Linked DNA regions of Mus musculus: region 2 is linked to region 1. Evidence: chromatin contacts called from public Hi-C data. All regions are on one chromosome and are shown on one strand. The core of a region is the stretch at or near the end of the contact, and the rest is flanking DNA. Distances in the headings are between cores, read along the strand shown.

Region 1 (6,814 bases), core at 2,577-5,076:
CTGCTAGAAAGATACAGCAGAAAGCTCCTGCTCAGGGACTGCAGGAAGCTGCAGGAAGGGTGCCTCAGAGCCACCCATTGGTCTGTGCTGACAGGGATTTCTTTTAGGGTACCCTGAGACCAGTGAATGGCTACTGGCAGAGGCCGGGTAATTCCGGTGGTTCTGTAGCAAGGCCAACTGTGCAGTCATCGTGATGCAAGCCTTCCAGCCCATTATCAGGTAATGGCAGAGACAAGGTCCATCTAGGTTGCCTGACTCTAGTAGAAGGGAGAGGAGGAAACAGGGAGGTAGGTGTTATCTCCTGAGGGTGTATCAAAAGTCGATCCTCTGGCACGAGGGTAACGGGGAAAGTAAGGAGAGTGATGGTCTGCAGGAAAGGCAGTTGGACCCTCCCCCCACGCCTCCCACCCAGTCTTGTAAAGGAAGGAGCAGAACAGCAGGAAATGGTTAAGGAGGGAGGAAGGCAGCCACAGGTTTCCAGGTTGGAACTAGGAGGTATGGGAGCTGTCCAGCACGGAAACCTGCTGAAACCAGCAAGGACCTGCGGCCTGAAGTGGGTAGGAAGGCAATGTCTCTCCCAGGGTTGCTGTTTTCCTCTTGCTGCCTCCACTGTGTTTCAGGGAGGTATGTTGGAGGGACCAGCCAGTTGGTTCTGGAAAAGGAAACACTGAGAAGAGAATATCTGAATCTTCTCCATGGGGAAAGGCATGAGAAAAGTAACAAAGCTAAGCACTGGTCCAAGACAAGGCGTGCTAGCACATCCCCGAAGGCAAAACGTGGCAATATGGAACATTGCTTGCACCTCTAGTACTCACATGGTGACTCACTATGTGTCCGAGTACTGGTGTGTCCAAGCCAGGGTGACTTGGTCCTCAGACAGTCACATTGGGAGAGCCCTCGTCTCTGCAGTCTAAGGCTCAGCTTGAGTGTCTGTCTCTGCTCCAAAACTTGCTCATTTGAGCTCTATTTTCTCAGGTGCTTCTGTGAGCTCCTGTGCTGTGCTAGGCTCAAGGACGTATGAGAACCACAAAGGCACCTTATTCAGATACACAGCCGTTAGAATCAAGCACAGTTCTGCTTCTCTTCCTCCAGTCAGTGAGCCCTTTCTATTTGGCTGACATTCAGAAATGCTGTCTTTGGTGAGCTTCCCTTCTCTGGCTCAACTGACACTTTTTCCTCAAGTGACTCCTCGAAGCCTCCTCCCCACCCCAGATGCCAAGGCATCACCTTTACCTACAGATTCTTTCTTTTCAGACGTAGCAGGCATGGTGGTATGAACAGGAATGGCTCCCGTAGACTCAAGTGTTTGAATGCTTGGCTCAGGGAGAGGCACTATGAGGAGGTGTGGCCTTGTTGGAGTGGGTGTGGCTTTGTTGGGGGAAGTGTGTCACTAGGAGGCAGGCTTTGAGGTTTCAGATGTTCAAGTCCAGCTCAGTGAGTCAATCTTTTCCTGCTACCTCCTGATCAGGATGCAGAACTCTCAGTTCCTTCTCCAGTATCATGTCTGCCTGCATGGTGCTGTGCTTCCTGCCATGATGATAATGGACTAAACCTCTGAAACTGTAAGCCAGCCCTAATTAAATGTTTTCCATTATAAGAGTTGCCATGGTCATGGTGTCTCTTCCCAGCAATAAAACCCTAAGACACCTGGCTTTTAGTTAATCTAGGGGCAGGCTTTGAACTGGGGAAGGACAGGCTGGAACAGCTATGCACAGTGAAAGGTCAGGATCAGAGTCTGGCTCTCCAGCATGACCACTGTCTTACAGCCCAGAGAAAAAGAGGAAGTCCCTTCCCACTGCTTTGGGATAACTTGAAAGCAGTATTCTTGTGCTGTTTCTGCTATGACATGTGCGTCTTCTGTAACCAGGATATTCTTTACCTCTTGCTTCAGTCCTTCCCAGCATGCCCCTCTTCTGGTACGCTCATTAACTGTGGTTATCTCACTTCGTGACTAGCTCCCCAGAAGTTGTCTATGTCGTTTTAGTCAGAGATGTCATGGGAAGCCAAGAAGGCTCTGAGGCCTGCAGCTTGGACTTAAATATTGGCCAATCTAATCTGTGTCTTAGTGGGATTAAGATGAGTGCCTCGACCAGAGTCAGTCTCCTTTCTCTTACTTGTAAAATGGAAACAGTAACATTTTCCACATCACAGGGTTTTCTGAAGTGAAATTAGCTGATACATATGAAAGGCTAGGGGCAGTGGCTGGTACACAGTGAATGTCACATATACTCTTGTCTCTTGTCACTGCATTTCTCTCAAGCGTCTGTCTGCCTTGTGGACCTCATCTCTCCCGTAAGGCTGGAAAGCCCCAGAAGCACCTTCATGTGTCCTCCAACCTGGATGCTTCCTGACGGCAGATATTCTTCTCTCCTTGGGGGTAATCCAACACTGACGCTGATGCTAGCCCTAAGTTAGCCAGGGCTTCGGACACACCAAGGGAATATGAACAACCTCATATCGTTACCACCTGGGCCTGAGAGGTACCCTCATGGGTTAGACTGCCAAAGAATTCCTGTTTTGTTTTGTTTTCTAGATCACTCAAGGACTAACACTGTCATTCTTTTTTTTCTCTCTCTCTCTCTCTCTCTCACATACACACACATATACTTCCTACAGACTCTCCCTCCTTTTTTTAAAAAAAGATTTATTTATTTTATATATGTGAGTATACTGCTTTCAGACACACCAGAAGAGAGGGTCAGATCCCATTACAGATGGTTGTGAGCCACTGTGTGGTTGCTGGGAATTGAACTCAGGACCTCTGGAAGAGCAGTCAGTGCCCTTAACTGCAGAGCCATCTCGTCAGCCCCAAGCTTCCCTTTTTGGTCATTCCCAAAGTACTTTGTGTAGTTATCTATTTAACCGTATTTATTGACCACACAACAGGGTTGTGGGAGGTAGTGATGGGCTTCTAGAATGCCCCCATTGAACTTACAGCCCTGTGGGAAGAGACTGAACAGGTAGGATGAGTTTTAACAACACACAGAAGGAACTCTGGTTTAGCCCAAGGGCTGCAGAAGTGACCTTGTAATCAGAGCCAACAACTATGAAGCACGCCTATGGGCAAGTGGGGTAGTTTGCATGAAAATGGCTCCATAGGCTCATAGGGAGTGGCACTATTGGGAGGTGTGGCCTTGCTGGAGTGGGTATGGCCTTGTCAGAGAAAGTGTGTCACTGGGAATGGGCTCTGGGGTCTCTGATGCTCTAGCCTGGCCAGTGTGTCATTGTCTCTCCTGATGCCTGAGGATCCAAATGTAGAATTCCTGTAATTTTTGCATGCATGTCAGCCTGTATGCCACCATGCTTCCCACCATGATGATAATGGACTAAACCTCTGGACTGTAAGCCAGCCCCAGATAAATGTTTCCTCTTATAACAGTTGTGGTGGCCGTGGTGTCTCTTCACAGCAATAGAAACCCTAGGACAGCAGTTTAGAGTGTTCTGGGTTTTCTGCAGCCTCCTCTTGCTTCCCAGCCTCTACCTTCTCAAAGCACCCAGCGTTTCCTGGGATTCACACATACCTGTCTTTACCGCATATCTCCCACTTCCAATCTTACCATCTTTCTGGGGGCTCTGTGTTGATTGGAGTTGAGACTTTCTGAGTGAGCAGCGCTCGTAGTGCAAACCACAGATGATCAGATAACATCCTAACATGCCCCGGAGGGCTTCCAGCTAATGTTTGAAGACTGGATCTACAGACACCTTCCTGCAGGCTGCAGCCTCTGCTCTGCTGGGCTGAGTGCCAAGCTACGATAACACAGGGAGCACGTGGGCCAGATTTCCTCCTTCCTACTCCTCAGGAAGCTCCGCCCCTGCCCTCCACCCTACTTCCTGTTTAGCCCAGAAGTCCAGGTCAGCTTCCTTAACAGCTGTTGCTCATGTTCTTCATTTAGACTGGTGAGCTAGCAGCTCAGTGAGATGAAGTGAGGCCAATCCTTCCCAGGAGCCTTCATTCCGGGGCCCGCAGAGAACAAGAGTGGGGGGGGGGGGTTGACCATCCTGCCTCTGTAAGGGACAGAGGAGAGGAGCCCAGCTTCAGGGACCAAGAAGCAGACCAGCATATTGATTGTCTAGTCTGATCCAGACACAGTACTTGGCAGCAGACTAACTTCCTCAAGAAGGCATCATTGCTAGAGATGTCCAGGATAGATCAGGAGTGAAGAGCATTGTTGTGTACGTGGCATGGAGACGGAGCTCAGGGCCTCTCTTCTCCTCAGAGAAGGTCAGGGAGATCTTCTCAGATGGGAAATCTTTTTTTTTTTTTTTTGGATGGGAAATCCTAGTGGTACCCAGGCAGCAGAGTCTTCAGTCCAGGGACTGGGGGATGGAGAGAGGAGGCTGCTCTTCCTTCTATGGTTAGTCTTGGAGCTGAATGGGTTCTACAAGGGTCATCCTATCCTTGCCCTTGCCTTGGACAGGTGGCTAATATCAGGGAGGTATTAGGATTAGGGGGCTCTGCCCTTCACTCAGAAACCACTTCCAGCCCTGCGTGGTGTACATGCTTGTAATCCCAGGGGACCCCAAGTTAAAGGCCATCCTGGAGGACATACTGAGAGCCTGTCTCAAGAAACGGAAAACAACACAAACATTTCTGGAGCTTTTCCTGGGGCCTGGACTGGATTGGTCCCACTTAACATAAGGAGGAGTCAAACCAGGTATCTGGGTGTTGGGGGTCACTGACTTTCCCAGTCTCCTCACCTAGGCCCCGCTGGCAAGGATGGATCTCCTAGGAAAGAGAAATCATATCAGAGAGCTCTCTGAGAAGGTAATGCCACACGCTTCATGGGGCACATGTTCAGGATCTCCCGGCTGCCACCCTGGTCATTTTCTTCTCTGGTTCTAATTTTTATGGTTGGAAAGGGACTTCAAGACCCTATCTTAGTGAAAATGGAAGACAAAGGTTTTATATCTGCAAAGCCCATTAGCCAGCATCCCTCGATTCATGGCGGATATGCCACCCCAGTCCATTAACCTCTACCGGGCCAGCCCTCCTGCTCTGGATACAATTCAGTTTTCTGTGACCCTCGTAAACTACAGAGCACAAAACTAATGTGTTGAGAGTTTCATGAGGTCCTGACCCTAGTACAGAGGTCTGGGATCTCAGACACAGGATCCCCACCCCCATCCCCTGATGTTGATGTTCTGGAAGTATCTTTCTATGAATCTTACCTCTCTAGAAAGATAAGCCTTTACCAGGGGTCTTTTTATGGGGGGAGCTGCAGGAAGGCTTCCTGAGAACACTCAGATTCCTGTTAGCACCATTCTTATCCTTGCTATAAAAGAGGCCATGCTGGGGATGGGGCCCGAGGGTGTGGAGCGGGGAGGGGAGAGTGTCTGTGTCATAAGCAAGAAAAGATCCGCAGTGCTTAAGCGCTGGGTGCATCACCAGGGCTAGTCTGAGGAGGGAGAGAAACAACACTTTATTTGGAAACAATTCTGCTGAGATGCAGTGTCTCAACTTCTCTTTCCAGCTGTTTGTTATGAGGTGCTTGCTGTGTGCTCAAAACAGGGGCTGAGTCTTAAAGTTACAGGCCATGTTCTGGGCTTCGATCCAAAGGAGCAGCTCAGAGCAGATGAGCAGCCCTTAGGGGAAGGGTCCTAAGCAGTCAGCTCTTCTGGGTTCCCCTTATTTATTAGGGTTCTGGGGCAGTTCTCTCTCAAAGCCTTTGCACTTGGAATGACCCTTGGACAGGAAGGCACCCAGGCTGGGGTAGAGGAAGGTTTCCATAGAAAGAGTCTCCAGGTGGAGGCAGCCAGTGAATCTCCTGCAGGGCTCACCTTCTCTGAGACTTAATTTCTCCTTCCTTGGGTTCCAAACCTAGAATGGACAGTAAAACAAATGTCTTCTGCCTTTTCTCTGAAACATGGCAAGGTGGACTACAGTCTTTATTTTATTTGTTTGTTTGTTTGTTTGTTTGTTTGTTTTTCCAGAGCTGAGGACCGAACCCAGGGCCTTGCGCTTGCTAGACAACTGCTCTACCACTGAGCTAAATCCCCAACCCCTTATTTTTATTTTTATTGGAGTTTTTTGAGACAGAGTTTCTCTGTGTAGTCCTGGCTGTCCTGGAACTCACTCTGTAGACCAGGCTGGCCTCGAACTCAGAAATCTGCCTGACTCTGCCTCCCGAGTGCTGGGATTAATGGCGTGCGCCATCACTGCCCGGCCTGTCTTTTTATTTTTGAATTAACATTTTATTTTGCATGTGGGCGCACATGCACCGTGGCATGTCTGTGGGGGTCAGAATGACATTGTGCAGGGATTGCTTCTCTCCATCCACTGTGTGAGCCCTGGGAATGCAACTCAAATGGTTGACAAATGCCTTTACCCACTGAGCCATCTCACTGGTTCAGGATCCAGTCTTCAAAGGGCATTGTGGGTTTTAGAAGGTGGAGGTGAGCCAAATGCAACAGGAAAAGAAGGGACCATTGAAGGAAAACAAAACAAAACTGGTGAACTCCAAAGAGAGCTTGCAGTTTAGTCAATAGTAATATGCCGGTGTTAGTCTCCAGGTTTTGACAATGACGTGTGGTTGTGTGAAGCTTGAACATTAAGGGAAACCGGGCAGAGGGCAGATGGGAGTGCTGCTCCTTTTCCTAAGAAAATAAATAATAGCAAGTGCTGGTGAGAATTCAGGGAACAGGGAGCACGTACACACTGTTAAGCCATTATAACCAGTACAGAAATCGGTATTGAGATTCTTTAAAACAAAGCAGCAGCAACAATGTAAAAACTGTATTCCATGATCCAGCTACACCGCTCCAAGTGCAGAGACCCCACGTGCCATGGTTTACTGTTGTATTATTTACAATAGAA
Region 2 (6,905 bases), core at 50-2,549, 170 kb before region 1:
GCCAGGCCCAGGGGTCCCACATCAAGCACGAGGCCTGACCTGTGCTCTGACAACACCACCACCCCCCTCCCAGGCAGGACCCCTTGACAGGCTCTACGGAAGAGAAGCAGGGCCTGATTAGAAGCCAGGCTGTAGATAGCAGTGAGGCAGGAGGGCCGAATTCCATCTGTACTACAAGCAGATAACAGAAAACACAGAGCTGGAAGGAAGGAATCAGACTCAGACCTGACTCAAGGCTTGCCTTCCTGGCCCTGAGGCCCTTGGTGTGGAAAAGCTGCCAGCTTTCCACGCCACGCCTGCACGCTTAAGTGTGAGTGTGTAAGTCCTGTGTGAAACACAGCAGAAAGGAACTGACCTTCCTCATAAGAACATCATGCTCTACCCTTGCTCCCCACCTATGACCTTGGACCTTAGTTCAAGGGCACCCCCATCCTCCCAAACAGGGTGTTAACAAGCTGGACTTCCAAGCTTGTGACCAGGAAGTCCAACATTAGAAGCACTTAGAGTCCATGCCTTGGGGTAGGGGCTGCCTTTAACCTAATCCTCCTCCTACCACCACGCTGTCTAGATATCTTACTAGCTTATGTCCTCACAGGCTCTTGTGTTCCCACCCCAGACACTGCTGTCATCCACCTCCTGCCAACAGCTCCTACAACTCAGAGCCAGAAACAGTGGAGAGGCATGACGGTCTGTCTTTACCTGTTCGTGTCCTGTGCAGGTGAGACAGGTGAAGAGGGCTCAAAGTGCCTGTCAGAGAGAAAGGACAAAGAAACAAGATGGTCTCTTTGGTCAGCAGGGCCTCCGGACTGTCTCCTCAGAGTCCTGCATGCCAGCCATCTTCTTTTCCTGTTGCTGCAGGCCTTAACCACTGTCCTGTCTCCCCAGGCTTCTCCTAATTGTGATGCCTTGGCTCACTTGGTCCCCAGTGCCACCCCTCCCACCAGGAGCCCTGTCCTTCCTGCCACTGGCTGCAGTCCCTCATGAGAGCATCCTCCACTCTGCCCTGCTTTGAGCCCCTGAGGAACATGTTGGACAATTGTTTCCCTCAAGACCCAACACCCACAGCTGTTGGATGGGACAAAAGGCAAGGTTCGTACGGTAGTCTGCCACCAAACCTTCTTATCCAAATAAGAAACATCTCTGTCTCCCAAACTTCATTTCCTCTTTAAACAAAACCTCACCTCTCTACTCAGCCCTGCCCAGGTCCATGGTCAGACACTTACCTAGTTTAGTCCTCGTGGAGCTAGGCTGGCCTGAGCCTCACCACAGACTGCAGAGTGTGGGGGCAGAGCTGAGGGCAGGCTATGAAAACCGTGGCCTCCGGCAACTGGCCAGTAAAAATAGAACAGCCGCTGCCCCTCCAGCTGCCCCTCCTTCCCACCCCCTCCCACCCTGCACACCTCGCAGGGCAGATATGTGCTGCCGTGTAGACCACAGGCTTAGAGACCAGTGTGTGTGCATCAGGAGCACACACCAACCCTGCACACATGAGCCTTTGACTTGGGGGAAACAGCATTCACCTGGGAGAAGGCAGAGAGGGGAAGACTACACTGGCTGTGGAGCTGACCAGACACATGAACAGGAAGGGGTATGAAGGAGATCAGGGCATTGGGAGGCCTGAGAAACCATTAAAAGGACCAGGGAAGGAGCTGGCAGGCTGACACTTCCTCTGCAGCCAGGACATTGTAGACATGCTTCAAACCCCTCAAAAAACCAAAGACCTAAGTGTTTGTGTCTCTGGTGACAGTGAGACAGGAGGGTGCCTGCAGAGTTCTGGTGGCCCCAGAGCATGTTTCTGAGGTCCAGCTGAGTCCCAATAGCAGAAACACAACCTTTGTGTTCATGGAAGCCTGCAGATGGAGTAGACTTCCATCCACATCTTCAGATGGCCTTTAAGGAATCCCCATTGCCCAGGTTCTAAGTAGCATTCCACATTCCGTTTCTTGAACCCAGGGAGACTAAAAGTCTTTTCCCTGCTTAATCTTCATGTCAACCAGAGCCTGCCTGACTGCAGGGCCACACCTGTTTCCTGAGTATTTTTAGGGCTGTTGATGAACACATAATACCCACCCTATAGTCAGAGAAAGACAATGCCTGCTATGTTAATCCAGTGGCTATTATAGTCAGTCATCTTGTAGGCCAAGATCCCAGGTTAGGCAGGACAGGCAGAGGACTGACCCCCTCTGGGAGGTCAGAAGCAGGCTCTCAGAGGGAGGGTGTAGGTGGGCAAGTGTGAGCTAAGGAGGTGTATTTCCAGGGCCCATAAAGAAGAAAAATCCTGCCATGGGGACACTAATATTCTGCTGCCTGGCAGAGATGGCTCCAAGTCTGCTCTTCACAGGTCACATTCTCGAAGCCTGTAAGACTTCTCTTCTGAAAGTCATGGGTTCAAATCCCAGAAACCACATGGTGGCTCACAGCCACGCATAATGAGATCTGATGCCCTCTTCTGGTGCATCTGAAGACAGCTACAGTGTACTTACTTATAATAAATAAATAAATAAATAAATAAATAAATAAATAAATAAATAAATAAATAATTTTAAAGAAAAAATTTGAGGTGTATGTGTGTGCGCGCAGGTGTGTGTGTGTGTGTGTGTGTGTGTGTGTGTGTGTGTATGTGTGTGTGTGTGTGTGTGTTATCATGTGTGCAGTGTATATATAAGTGTGTGTGCAGAGGCATATTGATAATTGTGGAGGCTCAAGTCGACCTGGGGTACCATTCAATGGGAACACCTGCCATATTTTTAGAGACAGAGTCTCTCACTAGGACCTGTGGTTCACTGATTCAACTAAGCTACCTTCCCAGAGAGTCCCAGAGCCCAGCCTGTCTCCCAGTGCTGAGGTGATGTTCTGATATGGGTGCTAAGGATCAAACTCAGTAGAGAGCAAACATTCTAACAATGGACCGTTAAGACCTCACACCAAAAATGAGTTGTCGGCATGAATTACCTTGCTTTTTGAAAAGGAAAATAAAGAAAATGTGGCAAAGCACAAGAAAGGACCAGAACAAACCAAAAATTAGGTAACCATCGGCTTACAACAAGTCACTGTGAATGTAGACCAACCAAGAGGGTGTCTTCTCTGCTGAAACTACAAGACAATGTGAAGAGGGTCTTGGGGAAAGCAGGAACTGGATTCTCTTGTTCTAGGTTCCAGCGTCCTGCCTCAATTTTCTTTCCCTTCACACCTTGTGGCTCCAAGCACCCATCTCTCTCTCTCTCTCTCTCTCTCTCTCTCTCTCTCTCTCTCTCTCTCTCTCGCGCGCGCGCGCGCGTGCGCACCCACCCAAGCTCATGACTCCAATGTTGGCTTTGCACTCTGGCCCCAATTCTGGCTTTGTACACTGGCCCACAGACTTCTCTGGGGTCTGTCTCTTGATATCGTTCAAAAATGACCCTCAAAACTAAGTCTGTCATGGCCTGAGGTGCTTGTACAAGCTCCAGTTTCCCCAAGCATGGAAGTGGGTACAGAGACCTCCAGAGCCACCCACTGGTAGGCCCTGCAATCTCTAGCAGGAGTCCTTCTCAGCCTAGCTAAGGGTTCAATCCGGATGTCTCTGCCCTGCTACCCCAATCACTGCCCTTATCAAGGTGCCTCTGTTGCTTCTCTCCTGACCTCCTTGCTTACAGTAAAGGGCGCCTCCTTTTCAGTTCACATCTGTCCGGGAATAGGTCACCCACTTCCTATTCTACCTCTACAGGGGCAGCTATGGAAGAGCCTCCAGGCTATGTCTAGCTTCTCCTCAGACATGGAGCCAGAAACAGCCAGCACTCACAAGCTCTCCAGAGTCCCCAGGCAGAACTTCCTGTGGCCATGTGGATAATGGTTCTGCAAACACAACAATGTGAATAGAATATTTTATATAGCCAAATCACAGATATGATTAAATTAAAGATGGGGAATTCTCCTGAGTTATCACAAGTGCCCTTTTAAAACTGGGGTAAGTGGCTCAGAGTTGGTAGGAGATGTGACAAATGAAATAGAGGTCAAAGGAGAGAGATGCAAAACACTGTCCTCCAAGTTGGAGGATGTGAGAGCCAGCCAAGGGACACAGGTGGCTTCCAGGACCTAGAAGAGAAAAGGAAATAGCCTTCCCTGGCTTCCAGAAGGAAGCAGGCTTGCAAATATCTCATGCCCCAGCCTTGTGAGACTGGTTTTAGACATTGGCCTTTCAGGATAACTTGTATTGCTTTGAGTAGTTAAGCTTGTGGCGGCTTATTATAGCAGCAATAAGAACTTAATGGGCTCTCTCCTGTGAGTTGAAGGGCCCCAGGCTTCATGGTTAGGTCTGCTTGGAGCCATCCAGAAAGCAGTGAACTTGCAAGGTCAGTGAGAAGAACTTAGGGTAGGTGAAGTGAACCCAGAGCAGGGCAAGGTCTTGGGGAAGATCCTGACACTTCCTTGGCAAAACCCAGCCCCCTAGGCTTCACCTTCCTGAAAGCAGCTTTCTCTCTTGCTGGGAGGACCATGAAGGTCAGAGGAGGAAGACTCCACAGTCCAGGAGAACATGGAGATAACATGGACATGTGATAAGCAGTTCCGATCGATGAGCAGCCCCTCTGCACAGACTCTTCCCTAAGGTGAGCATTCGTCTTGTTCTAACTCTGCTTCTGTTCCTCCTTCTACTCCAAACACACCCCTGTCTCCGTCTTTAATGCTGCTAAGGCCCATAGGTGTCCATTGAGTGAATGAGAAGGCAGGCCCTTCTTAATGAAAGAAGCCCAGCAGGCACTGAGGCTCCTCCAGCTCAGAGTAGGACTTAGGGAGCACAAGGGTATACTTAGCTGCACCGTATGTCCCGGTGCTAACCCAGAGCTCTAGGAGCACTCCTTTGCTTTCCTAGGATGACCACTTGCTACATACAACTCCTCATGTTCCAGGGCCTCCCAGATTCATCTACAGTTTCTACTCTCTGCTATTCACCCCACTTCCACCCCCATCTCAGCATCATCCCCAGTCTCACCTAAATAAAGGCTCAAGGCTAGATAAGCCAGCTCCCCAGGGCCCTTAGAACCTTTCTCCTTGGTAAACTGGCTTAAGAGTATGCCATGACCGTAAGGGAGCCTGCCTTCCAAGGGACTCCCTCTTGCCTCCTAGGGAACTTCTGCACTGGACAGGCTGATAAGCTTCCTTCAGCTTCTTTAAAAGTCCAGGGGACTCTAAGGCAGGCAGTGTTGACAGAAGTTGGGACTCAGGGGAATGACCCCAGGGTCACAACTTCTATGTCCTTCAATCCAATGAGGAATTAACAGAACAAAAGTGGGGCGCGGTGGCGCGTGCCCGTCATTCCAACACTTGGGACACTGAGACAGGAGGGTGGCTATAAGTTTGAGGACAGTTTGAGTTGGAAGGAGAAAAGGAAGAAGACCGCAGGAGTCCCAGGGGCTTTCTATGTTGGGGGGAGGGCAGGAGAGAGACTCAGAGTGGGTTAGTGAAAGAGGGAAGCCTAGGTAGAGTATCCCCCTTTGGTCACACTGGTTTCCAAAGTCATATTGCCTCTCCTGGGGCGAGAGAGACTATAGGGTATGGGAGGAAGAAAGTATCTAGCCAGAAGAGCTGAGGCCTACAAGGCCATGGGTAGTAGAGTCGGGGTCAGCCATCTCAGTGGAAGACACCTGTCAGCCAGCCCCAGCTGCCCCGGCATTGTTTGGAAAGCTGAAGAACCTAAATTAGCAAGTGACAAAGTCAGCCCATTTGTCCTGCCAGCAGGCCCTCCCCTCCCACACTGCTCAGGGACCATGCCCCAGTGACAGCCAAGACGGAGCCCCCTCTCCACACCCACTCCACTCCATGCTGAGCCTATCTGTCCTTGCCCTGAGATCAGTTGTCTACATTGGACCCTGGGAGGGGGAGGGCAGGGGATGGAGGAAGAGAGATTAGCCAGAACAAAGAAAGGCTGTCACTCCTCAGTTTTCCACCACAGATCAACCTGTGTCACTGGAGAGAGAGCCTAGCAGAGTGAGTCAACCCTCAAGCTTGGAGACAGACGGCCTCACTCTCAGCAAATCTGATCTGGTGTAACTTGAGCGGTTTGACCCTTGTGAGATTCCGTTTCCTCATCTATAAAATGGAGATAATAATAGTGTCTACCTCAGAGGATTGCTGTGGGGCTGCGGTGAGGTAATGTGTACAAAGGGCTTTGCAAAGGTCTGGCATGAGGCAAGCGCTTAGCCGATATTAAGTTCTTCGTGTATTCTTGTTTCGGTGCTGGGGATTGAATCCAGGGCGGCTAGGCAAGCCCTCAGCCACTGTGCTTCCTCCCCAGCCAACCGAAACCTCAGAATTACTCTGAGGTGGGCATTATTATCAATCCCATTGAACCGATGGGAAAACGGAGCTCACAGTGGACGAGCAGCTCACTCAGTGACCCATAGCAAGAGGAGGCCAAGTCAAAAACTATATACCCCGGTGCCTGGTGACAGCCTGGCCGACAGGAACTGTCCCGTAAACACTCGGAATGTTTATTTCCTCAATGTTCTCAACTTCAGATTTTTTTTTCTACTGCAAATTTGAATGGACCAGTCTTGAGACCCAAAGCTCCCTAAAACCTAATGTGCTGCTTTGTATATTGATGCTTATCGGAGGTCTGTGTCTGTCGAGCCAGAAATAGTTCCCAGCCTCTGTTCTCAGCCCTAAGACTCCAAGACGAGGAAGCTTCTCTTTGTGCTACAGGGATGCGGGGGCTGGGCAGAGAGGGAATAGGAGGGTGCGAATGAGTAAACCCACCGGGAGAGGCGGTGGGAACCTTCAAGCTCCCGCAGGCTCCAACAGCCCGGCTGCTTTCTCACACGGCACTCTCTGCTACCTCCCACGCCTCGGACTTCCTCCCACACCCTCCGCCCGAACCTGTTGTCTCACTTCTCCTGTCTCCTTGAGCTTACTCCATCCTGCACTAAATCTGC

Evidence for each region. A called contact is a pair of places that touch in the nucleus more often than the background predicts.
Region 2: a contact with region 1 is called in a Hi-C map of the HPC-7 cell line, with 1.7 times the contacts expected there. The contact joins the promoter of Tnni1 here to the enhancer-like site in region 1. A contact is called at or near these places in 1 of 39 promoter capture datasets (cranial neural crest), 1 of 484 Hi-C or Micro-C datasets (the HPC-7 cell line) and 3 of 9 other capture datasets (adipose tissue, liver and pancreatic islet).

The regions. Positions count from the first base shown.
Region 1 is chr1:135,628,678-135,635,491 of GRCm38.p6, reverse strand. It overlaps a transcript of Nav1 not described here. Among named protein-coding and RNA genes, the nearest start is that of Gm4793, 34 kb to the right of the region's middle. Within about 2 kb of position 3,826, at least 94 of the 459 cell types and tissues checked have an H3K27ac peak or open chromatin away from gene starts, as enhancers often do. A contact at or near this core is called in the HPC-7 cell line, adipose tissue, liver and 1 more, where this site is marked.
Region 2 is chr1:135,793,815-135,800,719 of GRCm38.p6, reverse strand. Tnni1 (troponin I, skeletal, slow 1) reads right to left here and starts at 1,299. Exons shown (of 10, transcript NM_021467.5): 1 at 1,224-1,299; 2 at 700-747.